Linked DNA regions of Arabidopsis thaliana: region 1 is linked to region 2. A link is a contact called in public capture Hi-C data. All regions are on one chromosome and are shown on one strand. Each heading gives the region's core, a stretch centred on a gene start, on an enhancer-like site or on the middle of the called end of the contact. The rest is flanking DNA. Distances are from core to core; before and after follow the strand shown.

The links. Capture Hi-C pulls out chosen DNA fragments and counts their contacts.
Region 1: a contact with region 2 is called in a capture Hi-C map of seedling, with 1.6 times the contacts expected there. The contact joins the promoter of ATK3 here to the promoter of AT5G54520 in region 2. A contact is called at or near these places in 1 of 26 Hi-C or Micro-C datasets (root) and 1 of 3 other capture datasets (seedling).

Annotation. Positions count from the first base shown.
Region 1 is chr5:22,205,259-22,212,699 of TAIR10.1, reverse strand. ATK3 (kinesin 3) reads right to left here and starts at 3,297. Exons shown (of 17, transcript NM_124848.3): 1 at 3,009-3,297; 2 at 2,594-2,847; 3 at 1,980-2,124; 4 at 1,795-1,904; 5 at 1,595-1,714; 6 at 1,310-1,513; 7 at 1,049-1,225; 8 at 889-963; 9 at 651-797; 10 at 431-569; 11 at 236-345; 12 at 1-150. The coding sequence starts at 2,788. It also overlaps the pseudogene AT5G54661.
Region 2 is chr5:22,144,468-22,151,562 of TAIR10.1, reverse strand. It overlaps AT5G54520 (Transducin/WD40 repeat-like superfamily protein), which reads left to right and starts at 2,261. Exons shown (of 4, transcript NM_124832.3): 1 at 2,261-2,825; 2 at 2,947-3,111; 3 at 3,206-3,690; 4 at 4,411-5,059. The coding sequence starts at 2,474. The coding sequence ends at 4,782.

The DNA.
Region 1 (7,441 bases), core at 2,048-4,547, 60 kb before region 2:
TTTCCAACCCTGAGATCGAAGAGACTGCCTCGTCTCAAATATTTGCTCCAAACATCGCGGGATCAGACCTTTTTCCTCGACGTTTCCTGGCCTACCCATCATGGTGTAAGTTTTTCCCGATCCAGTTTGTCCATATGCAAAAATGCACACCTATAAAATGGATTCTATCAGCTTAGTTATTCCAACAAACAGTGAAACGCACATAGTACTTTTTGCCATTTGCAGATTTAGTTACCTTGTAACCATCGAGAGCACTTTGAACAAGTTGAGAAATCTCAGTGAAGACATCTTCTTGTGATGCAGTCGGCGCAAAAACCTTATCAAATGTGAAAGCATGCTTTTGCGCTGTCCATAGCAAAAACACATCAACTGTTAATAAATGTGTCATTTCTGCAAGAACCACATTTCCACAGAAGTTTATGTTACATACCATTTTGCATCAAGTCAATACCACGGCCAAGTGCTTCTAGGGATGTCGGGTAAGAAATAGTTTTTCCCTCATCTCCATTGTTCTCACCCGGCAATAGAGGTCTAACTCTACAGAACACACGTATGTTACCTTTCAGTTCCTGCAACATGAGAAGATATCAGTCAAGCTTACACAAAGGGGAAGAAACAAATGTGGCAGAGGTGAGTTAAGCAGATTATACAAGAATGGTATTGTGCAACTTCTTCCGTAGTTTTTCTCCTTCAACGAGTTTAAGTTCTGCTTCTTCTACGCGACTTTTCAGATCGATAATGCTTTGCTTCTGGTCTTCATACTCATTCATTTTCTCAAAGGTAGATAGATCAGACACCTAGACCATAAACAATCAAGAATGGTATCAAGAACTTGTGAAATCTAGTAAAGTCATTTGTTGTATGTGTAACTCAAAAATGTGATGAAACCTGCAGTCTCCTCTCAGAGTTTACTAGTCGATCCTGCAACTGTCGTATCTGGGTACTCTGGGACGAACATGTAGTCTGGACCAAAATAATTTACATTATCTTAAGAGAAATTAATTTGACAGAGAATTCCTTTGAAAGAAGTTATAAAAGGATAGGAAACCTCAAGCTCGGTTATGGCGTCTTTGAAGTCATTGTACTTGGTTGCCTCGGTTTGTAAGGTTTTAACTTCCACTAAATGGCGATCACGGTCATCTTTGACTTGCTGAAGCTCTACCTTGAGACTCGCAATTTCATTTACCAATTCACCTTTCTGCTTCATGATATCTTCTTGAGAAGCCTAGCAAGAAAAAAAAACAAGACACCAAATCACATTCTGACCAAAACTATAAACATTTACTACTATTGATAGAGCATCAATCACCTTAGAAGCAGCAAGTTGTTCCTGTAATGCTGAAAACTGACCCTTCAAGTTGCCAATATTTTCAATAATGGCAGTCCGTTCTTTCTCACCGCGTTTTATAGTCTCGTGAGCTTCATCAAGATCACCTTGTAGCTTGCTGTTATACAGCTGCAAGCTTGAGTTATACTCTTGCAACAGTTTGTACATGTCATTCACGGATTGTATCTGAACAAAACCCAAAAAACGAACATTGGTTAAAGCTAAGTAGTATCCATTTCTCATTTCAGATCCTTTAAGTTTTCTCACCCTCTGGTTAGCCGTTTGAAGATCTCCTTGTGCTTTTCCTAGCTCTTCTGTGAGACCAGCTTGTGCCTTTTCAACAGAAAGTCTTGCTTCTTTCTCTTTTCCAAGAGAATCATTCGCCGCCTAAAGCAAAACAAACCGAATTAAGACTTACAAATATGTATCAGACACAAGTAACTTAACTAGAATGAACCGCTTCTTACCAACTTCTCCGTTTGTTCCCTGGCAAGTTGAACTTGAACAGATTCAAAGTTTTTCCTCAGCTCTTCAATTATCATATTCAGCTCCTCTTCTTTGTTTTTCAAACTAACCTCTGTCATCAAATTGCACAAAGTTCAAAAACTGCTAACGAAAAAATCAACAACTAAACTTTAATGTGTCAACGCACCCATGTCAACACAATGCTTCTCATTCAATTCCAATGCGTTCTTCAACTTCTCTTGCTCAAAAGCATAATCCAACTCAAGTTCTTGAAACCATCTAATGCAAAGTCTAAGTCTTTTTATATAATCCATCATATTCTCGCATCTCTCCTGCAAAATCAACATTCAAATTCAAACCAAAAGACCAAAAACACATAAACAAAGTCCTTTAATGCTTATCAAATAGACAAAACTATTTTGGTCCCACAAATTGTCTTATAACAACAATCAAATCTTCAAAAAAAAAAACACACAACAGATCCAACGATAAAAGCCAGTAAAGCTAACTGAAATTAAAAGCTCCAGATTCTACCACAAAGATCAATCAACACACATAAACAATGTCTTCAATGCTATTGCCTAAATATAAAGGTCCCACAAATTGTCTTATAAACAACAACAATCAAATCTTCTTCTTCAGAAAAAAAAAACACAACGGATCCAACGAGAAAAGCCAGTAAAAAAGCTACTTAAAATTCAAAACTTCACCAACTAAACTAAAACACAAGAAGAATTTTAGATTCAGGTAAAAAAAATAAAAAGTTGATAAATTTAATGAGGTGGGTGAAAAAGTAGAAACCTTGTAGTTGAATTTGCTCTTGTACTTGATTCGTTCATTAAGAAGAGTTTCAACGTCTTCTCTTGTGAACTCAACAGGACCATATTCAGATCCGGTTGTACTCGCCGGAGCACTGTTCGGCGTCAGATCTTTTGACCCATTAGTCACCGGAAAAGCTGACCGGATTCTTCCATTGTTTGCCATCGCCCCCACCATAACAGAACAAAATTGTTCTCTTCTTGTTACCTTAAATTACTTCAAATTTCTCTCTCAATCTGCAAAAAAGGTTTGTTTTTTTCTCTCTTAGAGATCTTTCAGAGAAATAGATAAATTGAGAAATAGATTAAATGAGAGAAAAAACGGAAGGAAACCCGTGAAGATGAAGTTTTTAAATAAGTAACAAAAACAGAGCATTTTTAAGAAGAGAGAATTAGACCTAAAGATTGAAACTTTAAGAGGTAAAGGAAACTCAGTGAATGAAGAATGTGGATTTCAAAACATGCCCAGATTTGTGAGAGAAGTATAGAGAGAGTGGAAGAAGACGAAAAAGAGGACCTTTGGCATTTAAGAGAGATTGTGTCGTTTGTACGAAGAAGGATTTGGGTTTTAGAAATGGAGGCACGTTTCAGTTTTTGTTGCTCTCGTCGTCTCTTGGTGTTGCTTGGCTACTTATTTTTCTATATTTGTTGTTTGAATGTTCAGAGAGAGAGATGAACGTGGGGCCGTTGATTGGATCTGAAGTCACCGAGGTAATGAAATCACAGCCGTTGCTTTATTAAGCAGCAAAGTAATTAGAAGAAAGGTTTAATGTTAGGGGCAGTGGGGGTAATGTCAGTGGACTTATTATGACTTTAATCCATACACCAAAAATAGAAATCAATATTATTTTTACACAATATAAATTTAGTTTAAGGAGAACATCCTTTAAACCATACAAGGTATATATATTTATCATCTATAAATTATATACGAGTTTCAACTTAGATAACATTTTACCGTAAAAAATCGTTTACTGAATATTATAAGCATGATTTTATAAATAATAATGGGTTCATGAGATTGTGAATATCAATATTACTATAAAATGTATAACGAAAAAGCTAGTAAAAATCATATTCATGAAATCACCAAAAACTCTATATTAATGAAAATAGTTATTTGTGTTCTTGAAAATAAAAACTTACCATTTTTTTGTTTTATTATACAAACGTACCACCATATTTTAAAATTCTAAAATCCTAAAAATATATATGAAAGTGGTAAAAATTCTTTGTAATATTTTTGAACATAAATAATTTGTGTTTGTAAAAAAAAAAAAAAAAATTAAAATTAGATGAACATATAATGGCCCATATTTTAAGATGGAATCTTCTTGTTTGGTTTTCAACACAGATGTAAATTAAAATATCTAACCATAGGTTGTATCGGTAATCTCACAGATTTATTAACATGCGAAATTTAATAAACTAATAACGTTTAATAAAATAATTATGAAAAGCTAACTATAACGTGTCGGTAAAATGAGTTACGTCAGCATTTTAAGACGAGAGATTCTTTTCAGAAAAAGTGGATATTTTATCTTACCGAAGTTACCCTTAGCATCAATCCAGACATTGTTCAAAGCAGTCACGTTTCTGGTTTAAAAAGGTATGGGCTAAAATTGTCCGAATGAAAAATTGTCTTTTGTCGTGTAATTCTTAGATTCTGTCTCATACCCTGACGAGTTGTCAAATTTCATGTGAAAGAAACAATGTTAAATCTAATGGTCCGAGCTGAATTAGCCGTTGAAATATCGTCGTTGATGTGGTTTGTGTTATGGACGATTACATTCACATTGTTGAAACATTAAGTTAGTGAATTAAAATGGCTAAACTTATTATCTAATTCTTGCTATTTATAGCATTGAATACGATTAACCGTATTTTGAGTTACATTTTGGGGATAAAGCTTTTTTATTTATGTTTTGTCAGAAAAAAAATGTATAATGTACATGCAGTTTTCTTTATATATGACCCCAATAAAAGGTTGAGATTAGTGATTGGTGACATAGAGACATTAATAAGTGCACATTCTAGACGCATTAAACATCTTTCAGCTTTACGTACTCTAAATTTATTCCCAAATTGGATCATGCAACAAACAAAAAATAAATAACATTTTATTATATTTTCATGATTGGAAACTTTGTGATTCACCTTGTAACCGTTTTGTAAATAAATTTGTGATTATTGAGATGGGTTTTGAACTTTAAGCATATATTGAAATATATAAATACAAATTATGTCTGGATAAAGCAAAAACTACTTTATGCAAAGGTGATTAATTAGGCGATGCAAGGATCATGCCAAATTTGATTTAGTCAAACTAAAGGATAAAATTAGGATTAAGTATTATGAATTAAACAAATGTATTGGACTATGGGTTTTTCGAAAAATCGTGGCGTCGAATATCAAATTGAACAAGTCTAGAATTCCGAGTTAACAAAGTAGTATAATACATAGATATAAACGCGCAATTTCATAGTTTATTGTCATAGTTTTTATGATTTGTGGTCCGCATGTAGCTTATATCTGAACTTTTATTGTTAGACGAAGTGGTCTCTGTTGGAATTTTAAATTGATTAATTAAAAGGACAAGTTAATTAAACTCCGAAACCTATTTCTGAGCTATCTTAAATATTCTTATAAATGGAGTTGATATTAAAAGAATTTCAAAAAAAAAACTATGAAAACTTTAGAAGAGTACGTTAAACTATTGAAACTTGATATGGCTGCGACTCAAAGTTATGATAAGTCAGTCATACAGATTGTTTGTAAAGAATCAAAACATTAATTCACACGTCGTAAGTTTAATCTCATGACCACAAAAACATGTATAATGAATCTGTTTTCTCCTTAGTTTAAGAATTTGTTTCATATAATGTTAGTCCCTCAATTGCGTGAAATGGGTGCCAAGTATTTCTATCTTTCTTTTTAACCTTTTTCTTTGCAACTTTATTGAAACGTGAATTAGTTCATTGGAGACTTCAGCGTTAAGCCATGGTTATTTACTCCCCCTCATCCAACTAAATTAAAATATCTAGTACTAAAATCAATTTGGAATTTGATACACCATCATTTCAAATTATTTATCTTGCAGAATCTAAAATAAAGCAGCCGTTAAAAAGAAAAAAAAATGCAGAATGTACTATATAATGAGATATAATTCAACAAAATTTTATAAACAGACTATCCAACCTATAAAGTACAAAATGTCTCAAAAACAAACAGTACCCATAATCTATAATTTCTTACATACTTGAAACTGTAGTAATCAATATATTCAAAATATAGGTGTAGAAACCTTTAATCTATTGACCAACTTCTAGATAGTGATCTTTAGACAATTATCATTTTCTTCAAATGATTTTTTTCTATATAAAAATAGATGTTGAGGGAATGCACCAAACACTTCCCATGAAGAAAAAGTTGTTGCCATATCTATTTTTTATTTATGGTAGCGAGCTCCATAGTTTTCATCTTAAGTCATATTCTCACATCAAACTTAGACCTACTTCTTCTGTTAAAAGAATAGTTTAATTAATACTGTTTTGTTACATAATTGGTAAATATAATTATTTTTATTCACCTAATCGGTAAATCGACCTCACACATCTATTATAAAGAAAAGGTATAATTGGGTCATTGCGTTAGGCATCATTGATGTAAGAGGGATCAACTGCTAATAAAGGTGAAAAATAAAAATAGATGCCACTGGAAAGAACGTTCAGGTTTCATCCAAAAAAAAGAATGTTCAGATCTGGGATGGTATAATATAAATTTTCATATATATATTTCTTAAGTTTAGCTCCATTGTTCTGATCTGCCCAAACACTTCATGCTTTGATTTAGATTCGATGACTTTCCACAAGACTACAAGTAGCTAGCTAGTAGTTATTGGTATGAGATCGACAATTATTCGTTTAGGATTTTGTTTTATGTTCGAGCCGAGAATGAAAAATGCCGATGAAGATTTGAATGTAGTCACATTTTTGTGGAAACAAGGGATACAATACATGATGCGAATTACTTCAATTGGTGATGACAAACCAACGTATACTATGTCAAACTAACTTTTACAAGATAATATTTCAAGAGGATTTTCAGTATATATAAAGCAAGAAGTTAGAATCCTATGACAATACATTAATGTTGTCTAACCAAAGAGAATGTACTTTTGTGACATATGGAGTTCATATGTTGCGTCGGTTACATTGGTGATGACTCATGACTATTCTACCTTAGTGTCCATCACATAAAATTCTGTGATAATAAAATGAACAAAAAAAAGAAAAAGAAAAAAACTCTAAAGTCTAAACTTAATACTTCGATTAGAACTTGTTTGTGGAGCTAATCTTAGGGATTCAGATCTCTTAGAAAGAGTAGTCGTCGTTGTTTGAGAGGAAAGCTTTGGAGTTTTTGGTGTCGGCGTCACCGGGGTGCTCGAGACCATGGACGTAGCACCACCGGTCGCTTCTCTAGTCGTACTAGCTGCAGTTCCATTGGCCACTAATCATAATTTTATATGCTACAGACTATAGCCTATAGATACACCAAATCACCCACTTCGTCCAATTTTTATTCAATCCTAGTCGTCTTAATAGAGCATCTATGAAAGTTCTATTTGACATAAATCACATGATCATAAGTCTTTCTCATGTCTTTTTGGTAATGAATTTATTATTACATGGCCTTAACTTTTTTCTTTCTTTTAACATGACATTGGTTTGAAGCCCACGAAACAATTCATGGGAGATGATAATATTCCCCAAAACCACACGCCAGACAATGACCCTATTGAGTCTGATATTACATTCGAAAACACACATTT
Region 2 (7,095 bases), core at 1,012-3,511:
CAGCCAAAAAAAAAAGCTCACTCTTCAAGGGTAATTTCGTCTTTTTCCAACTTCGAATCTATCTCTTACTCAAGTTAAGATTTATTTGGATGTATTGAAATCTATTTGGTATGACGAAATCTTATCTTATTATTTTATTAACTAAGAGATAATTAATTAAGAGATGTGATAATTACGTAATTTATTAGATAATTAAAATTACAAATATGCCACTATGAGAGAGTCACGCGATACATAGTACTACAGTAGGGTCCAGAATTGAGAAAATGATTACGTTAACCAATCAGGGGACCGGTTTCACTTGACGGTAGCTTATAGATTTATGCCACGTGGATTTTCTGTGGTTCCCATTTGTACCGGTTACCTGGAGATGAGTTGTCACTTATGTTCGTAGCGGTCGTTTGTTCTGTGTGTTACTGTTTAAGACGCAGCAGGTAACCGGTTAGCTTGGCCCACGTGTGGCTCATGCAGTTTTACACGCGTGAGACTTGTGATACCATTTGTTTTCTAATTTCTTAAATTTGGATTTTTTCTGTGTGTTTTTAATTATTCTGCTGGGTCCTTGTAATTATTGGAACTTTTATAACTCATCTGTGTAATATACAAAGATAAATTCAGTTATATAGGCATGGGTCCTATGTATGTATTGGAGAAAATTCAAAAACTTTTCCTTTTATTCTCAACAGATTAAGTAACTGATAAATGTTCCTCACGTTTTTTTCGTAAATGAAATACTGAGACGTTTTTTTCTTCCACCAAAATCGGAAATGTTGTTCTACCACCAAAATCTTTCTTAATCAATAATTTAGTTCAAGTATTGATGTATATAATCTTTTACGTTTTGATTGACTATATATAGTAGTAAATCTTCTCTTATTATGAATGGTTTCATAGAATTATAAGAAAAATTAAGAAAAAAAATTGTCTACAAAATTTATCATTACCTAACTACTTATTTTAAAGGGTGTATTCAATCAAACATTTCAAATGATTTTTGTTAAAAAAACAAATCCAATATTATTTAATAATAAATTTCAAAAGTTATAATGAAAAGGTTAAATTGCATATTATTTTTGATTTTATATGATTATTGTATTTTTTTGATGTGATGGGTAAAATGAGAAAAATGGATGATTTAAACGATTTTTTTGGCATAAAACCCTAAATATAATTATGTTTTGTCGATAGTGAATTATTAATTTTATTTATAATATATATATTTTTTTAATTAATAATTGATTTTAACTCAATAATGCTTTAAAAAAAATATTCAAATCAAATTATATATATCACTAACGGTTTCTAATTTGAACGTGTTCCATGCATTGAACTAATTAAATTAGATCAATTTCGTTTTGGGAACAAACACATTTGTACCAAATTACTAATGATGGGTAATATCTAAATGTTGGAGTAGATTAATATAATGTAAAAAAATCGTTAGTGAAAATGATCCTCAAACGACAACTCCAATAGATAAGATCATGTGTTTTTGTATCAATAATTATGTTTTGTCGATAGTGAGTTATTTACTTGATTAAATATATAATATATAATATAATAATTAATCTTATCTTTATAACATTTTTAATAATATTTATTATATTCTAAATTATATATAGATCGTTAACGGTTTCTAATTTCGAACATATTCCCTTTATTGAAGTAACCGTTAGTGAAAATGATCCTCAAACGATAATTCTAATAGATAAGTTCATGTGTTTTTGTATCAATAATTATGTTTTGTCGATAGTGAGTTATTTAATTTATTAAATATAACAATTGATATTATCTCTGTTACGCTCTTTGAAAATATAATTATTATTTTTAAAATTATATATAAATCGCTAATAGTTTCTAATTTTGAACATATTCTCTGTATTGAAGTAACTAAATTAGGTTAGTTTTTTTATGGCAACAAAAACATTGCTACCAAATTATCGATCATTGATAATATCTAAATGGTGAAGTATTAATATAATGAAATAAAAACCCGATAGTTAGAATGATCCTCAAACAATAATTCTAATTGATAAATCCATATATGTTTATGTATTAGTTATCATGTTTGGTATTACTGATGTGAGTTATTAACTTTATTTGTAAAATATATGATATTTAAAATTAATTATATTAATCACTAACAGTTTATAACTTTGAGCATTTTCCCTTCATTGATCTCATTAAATTAGATCAACCTTTCTGTAAACAAACACATTACTATTGATCATTGATTCATGAGTAATATCTAGATGCCGGAGTTGATTAATAGTATAATGAATTAGAGATTGTTAGTGAGAATGATCCCGAAACAACAATTCCAATTGATAAATGCATACACGTGGGCCTGGAGCATTCTTCTGGCCCAATTAAAGCCCACTAAAGATTTAGCCTTCTCTATCTCATCGAAGGCCAATTCATTTTTTTTCCGATCACCGGTCACTGCTTCGGGTGTCTCGACTTCAACTTTCCGATGGATCTCATCTGCAATTCGTATGCCAATGACTCCGACGACGAACCTGAGCCAGTGACCAATGAGCGATTAACATCTAAAATCGCCGCAGCACCGTCAATTCCTTCTAAGCGTCCATATCCAGTCCCGGAGGAGCGACAATACAAACCACCGCGTAGACCGTATCCTCCACACGGTTCCTATTCGGAATCTCAAACCAGCTCGTCGTTTTCAATACCGGTTCCGGTTCCGGTTCCGGTTCCAGGCCGGTACGTATCCAAGAGAGAGAGATCACTTCTAGCCTCCCTTTCAACGATTCCGACTCCAGATCAAAGTTCCGATTTGAGTCAGAAACCTTATAGCTCTCCTACTGGTAATTGCGAACCATGCTTAATCAATTCGCTGTTTAGAATTTAGTGTTTGATGCTTGTTAATCTGCTTCACTAGCTTTGTGGTTGTACTGTTGCCTTATGCTAATTTGTTATTAATCTCAGTTCTTGGGAGCATCTCAGATTCTGATGTACCTCGCCATGTTCTATCTTCGGTTAGACATAGACCAAAAGGATCCTCGTTGCAAACCGAAATGCCTAGTAGAATGTCGATTTCGTTAACCGGCCATACAAAGGCTGTTACTGCTATTGATTGGTCTACAAGTCATGGTATGTTCTTGCTCTTTTGTTGTAGCTTTTGGGTGAAGATTGGCTTGAAGTTATCCTCTGCCTCATTCATTTGTTTATTAGAGTTATTGTGCAGTTCATCTTCTTGCTTCTGCGGGGCTTGATGGTGCTGTTTACGTGTGGAATGTGTGGAGTAATGATAAGAAGAAAGTACGGGCTTTTCTCCATCATAATGCACCGGTTAAAGATGTGAAGTGGTCAAAGCAAGGGTTATCGTTGCTTTCTTGTGGATATGACTGCACGTCGAGACTGTTTGATGTTGAAAGAGGGGTAGAGACACAATCTTTCAAGGAGGATGAAGTTGTTGGAGTTGTTAAGTTTCATCCAGATAATTGTAACGTGTTTCTTTCTGGTGGATCAAAGGGAAGTCTTAGATTATGGGACATTAGAGCCAATAAATTCGTGCATGAATATGTTAGAGATCTTGGGCCAATTCTTGATGTTGAGTTTATCGCGGGTGGGAAGCAGTTTATCTCGTCAAGTGATGTTTCTGGCAGAAATATAAGTGAGAATGCTGTTATAGTTTGGGATATTTCGAGAGAGGTTCCTTTATCTAATCAGGTCAGTTTATCACTGTCAAATAACCTTCTTTCAGTTATATCAATGCTGCATTTTCATCTAGCTCAGTATTAGATTGTTTGATGAAAAGTATCAGTAAGTCATTAGTAAATCAGAATTTATATACTAACAGAATTAAGCTTAGATTTGGGAATTAACAATAAGCTGCATCTGTAGACATAAGCAGAACATGTTTATGTATGAATGTGGGAAGGAACTGTTGCAATTTTCCTTTCGATTTCTTGAAGTTAGATGCTTAACGTTTCTAATAGTTGTTTCAGAGAGAAGCAAGGAAACTTCTTTATTTCCTCTCTATATGAATTTGTTGTATGCTCTCTTGTTTGATGCACCAGGAAGTCAGAGAATTGTTCTCATCATCACTAAGTTCCTGACCAATCTAGTCTTAGCAGGAACTATCTTAGGACATTTTTGAAAAATTCCATTTTACATTTGTCTGAACTTTCGAAATGTGATTTATTTCAGTATGATTATTAACTTGCAGAAGGTTTCACTGACTTTTTCTATACATTCCATCACATTGTTCGTATTCCTTCTTTCACTTTGGAACAACTCCTAGCTCACACTCACTCTATTACTACGTCCATTACTATAAGGATGATATTTAACAGTGATTTGAGACTCTCATTCTTAGACATGAGACTATCATTAATGACATCTTGACGCCAATGATTATTTTCTTGTTGTTTTCACTGTTGCTCTTAGGTCTATGTAGAAGCATACACATGCCCTTGCATCAAACGTCACCCGCAAGACCCAGTCTTCATCGCGCAATCACACGGGAACTACACAGCAATCTTCTCAACAAACCCACCTTTCAAACTCAACAAATACAAGAGATTCGAAGGTCACTGGGTTGCAGGTTTCCCAATCAAATGCAACTTCAGCCCGGATGGAGAAACCTTAGCCTCTGGCTCATCTGACGGTTCTGTATACATGTACGACTACAAATCCACTGCGCTCATTAAGAAGCTCAAAGCTTATGAACAGCCCTGCGTTAATGTGTCATACCACCCCGTTTTACCTAACGTGGTCGCGGCTTGTAGCTGGAATGGACAAGTCTCTGTTTTTGAGTGATTCCACAATGGTTAGTATTAGTGCTAATCAAATCTCAATCTCACCACTGTTCTAGTAGCTAGGAAATGGTAGAAAACGTAATCGAATGAAGAAATAAAATGAAATGAAACTCCCCCTGTTGATTTCTTCTAAGGTTATAGTATGATTGCAAGAAATCCAGATAGAAAAAAACAATAGAGTGTGCATATTGAAACTTTGTCAGACCACAAATTCGAATATTATCTGTTACAGTAAGGGTTTTACTTGAATGGGATTTTTGTAGTCAATCTGAAAAAAGGTGTCAGAATATTTTCAATTATTTATCTCTTTACTATATTTGAGCGTGAGACTCAGAGACTGACACACACAATAACACAACTATGTTCTCTGATATTCTCAGGGAGCTATGAAATAAATGATCAAAAAACACGAAAAAAGGTTGTTGAAAAATACTTGAGTGTGATAAAAAAAAGTCTTGGGCTTTCGGTTAACAATCTACATTGGCCTGGCAAAAAGCTATTGATGTTACCCTTAAGAAGTAGTAAATCATGTTTTATGCAATAACTATTCATATTGATTGTCCAAAGAAAAATAGAACCATGTATTGGATAAAGATATGTTGAACAAAAGGAATGTAACATATATTATCCAATTAATGTGGCCACTAACAAGTGTGTCAGTAAGTTTGATTTCCAACCATCACTATTTGTAAAGGGCTTTAACCCAAATATCAGCTTGCAAGTGAGTGGCACAATCCACAAATCCAAAAAGAAAAAGAAAAACCTTTTATTGTGTTTCATACCTCTTCAACAAGTACAAAGATATAATCATAACTATATATGCCATGTAAAGTAATACATGTACATTTCCTTCACTCCGTGATTGCTTCATTATCTGGAGATGCTTGGTTTAAAAAATTTGATATGTTTTTTCATAGTTCACTTTTTTTTTTTCTCGGAGATTTATCATTGTTTTCTTGGCTTGTGATTAGAAAATATCATTTTTTTTTTTGTTGGCTTTTGATTCTTGTACTCCTCAAACTCGCCGTTTGTGTGTAACACCAGTTTTGTATTATCAATAAAACTACTACTATACGATAAACAAAAGTCACATAAAGAAGTAAAAAATGATGTTTCTTTAGGACATTAAAAATGTAAAGAAACAATGATCATCGTAAACACAACCGCTTAAACACCATATACACGTCCGTTTTGCTTATATAATTACACCATGTAGCATTAAAAATAAAGTATGACTTATCTAACATATAAACACATATATCGTATATACTGTTTGTATAGACCATATTTTAAAACATTTATAATTGATATTTGTCTAAATTTCTAGTTTGGAATATCGAAATTCCTCGTAGAAAATCGTTAAACAGGCTACAACAGGATAATTAAATGGTGAGTTATAAACCTTTTCATGGGGAGCAATTGAAGAAAGTGGGATACGAAAAAAAAGAGAGGGAAAAAGAAGTCTCCTTATCTTTCACACCCACTCACACATAAACCATATATAAAAATATATTGTTGATACCAATTAAAGGAATCATGCATCGATGACCAAAACATACACACACCGCAAGTCAAGAAAAAGAGGAAACAATTTTTCTTTAGGATAACCCAATTTAGAAAACGTATTCGATTTTATTATAAAACCAATTTTCTCCATCTTATCATTATAACTCACCATTCTTCTTCTTCGTCTTCTTCTTTGTCTTCTTGATCGCACTAAGTAGACAGCCAAACAGTTCATTTCCAAGACATTAATTGGTCCACAAACACAAACCCTTTAAAGCTTAAAGCTTTTCCATTACCAAAGTTTGTCTTCAAAATTTATAAGTTGTATTGAATGAATCTAATTATTACCTCATTTTCAATTTGCTAGGTGTCTACTAAATATTCAAGTGCACCATTGGAAATTATTGTCCTCCCAAAAATATGTAAAAATAACCAAGTGCACTATTGGAAATTATTATCCTCTTTCAAAATATTTTGTTTCAGCATTACTGTAACATTTATTGTAAAACAGTTTTTGGGTTTGAATAAATTATATAACATTCAACTCAAAAAAAAAAAATTATTATCCTCCCAAAACTATGTAAAAATGACCAAGTTATCTATCATCCCCCAAAAATAAATTAAAATTTTCGACAACCACCTTTTCAAAAAATTATGCGATTTTATTGTCTTCTTGGACCTCATATATCCCTTTTTAAGAGATACGAATCAAATAGACGTGACATCAATCTCAAAGACTGAAACTCTTCTATCCATGATGCCGAACTTTGAAAATTTGTGTTTGCTAATTAATGGCATGATTAGAGAT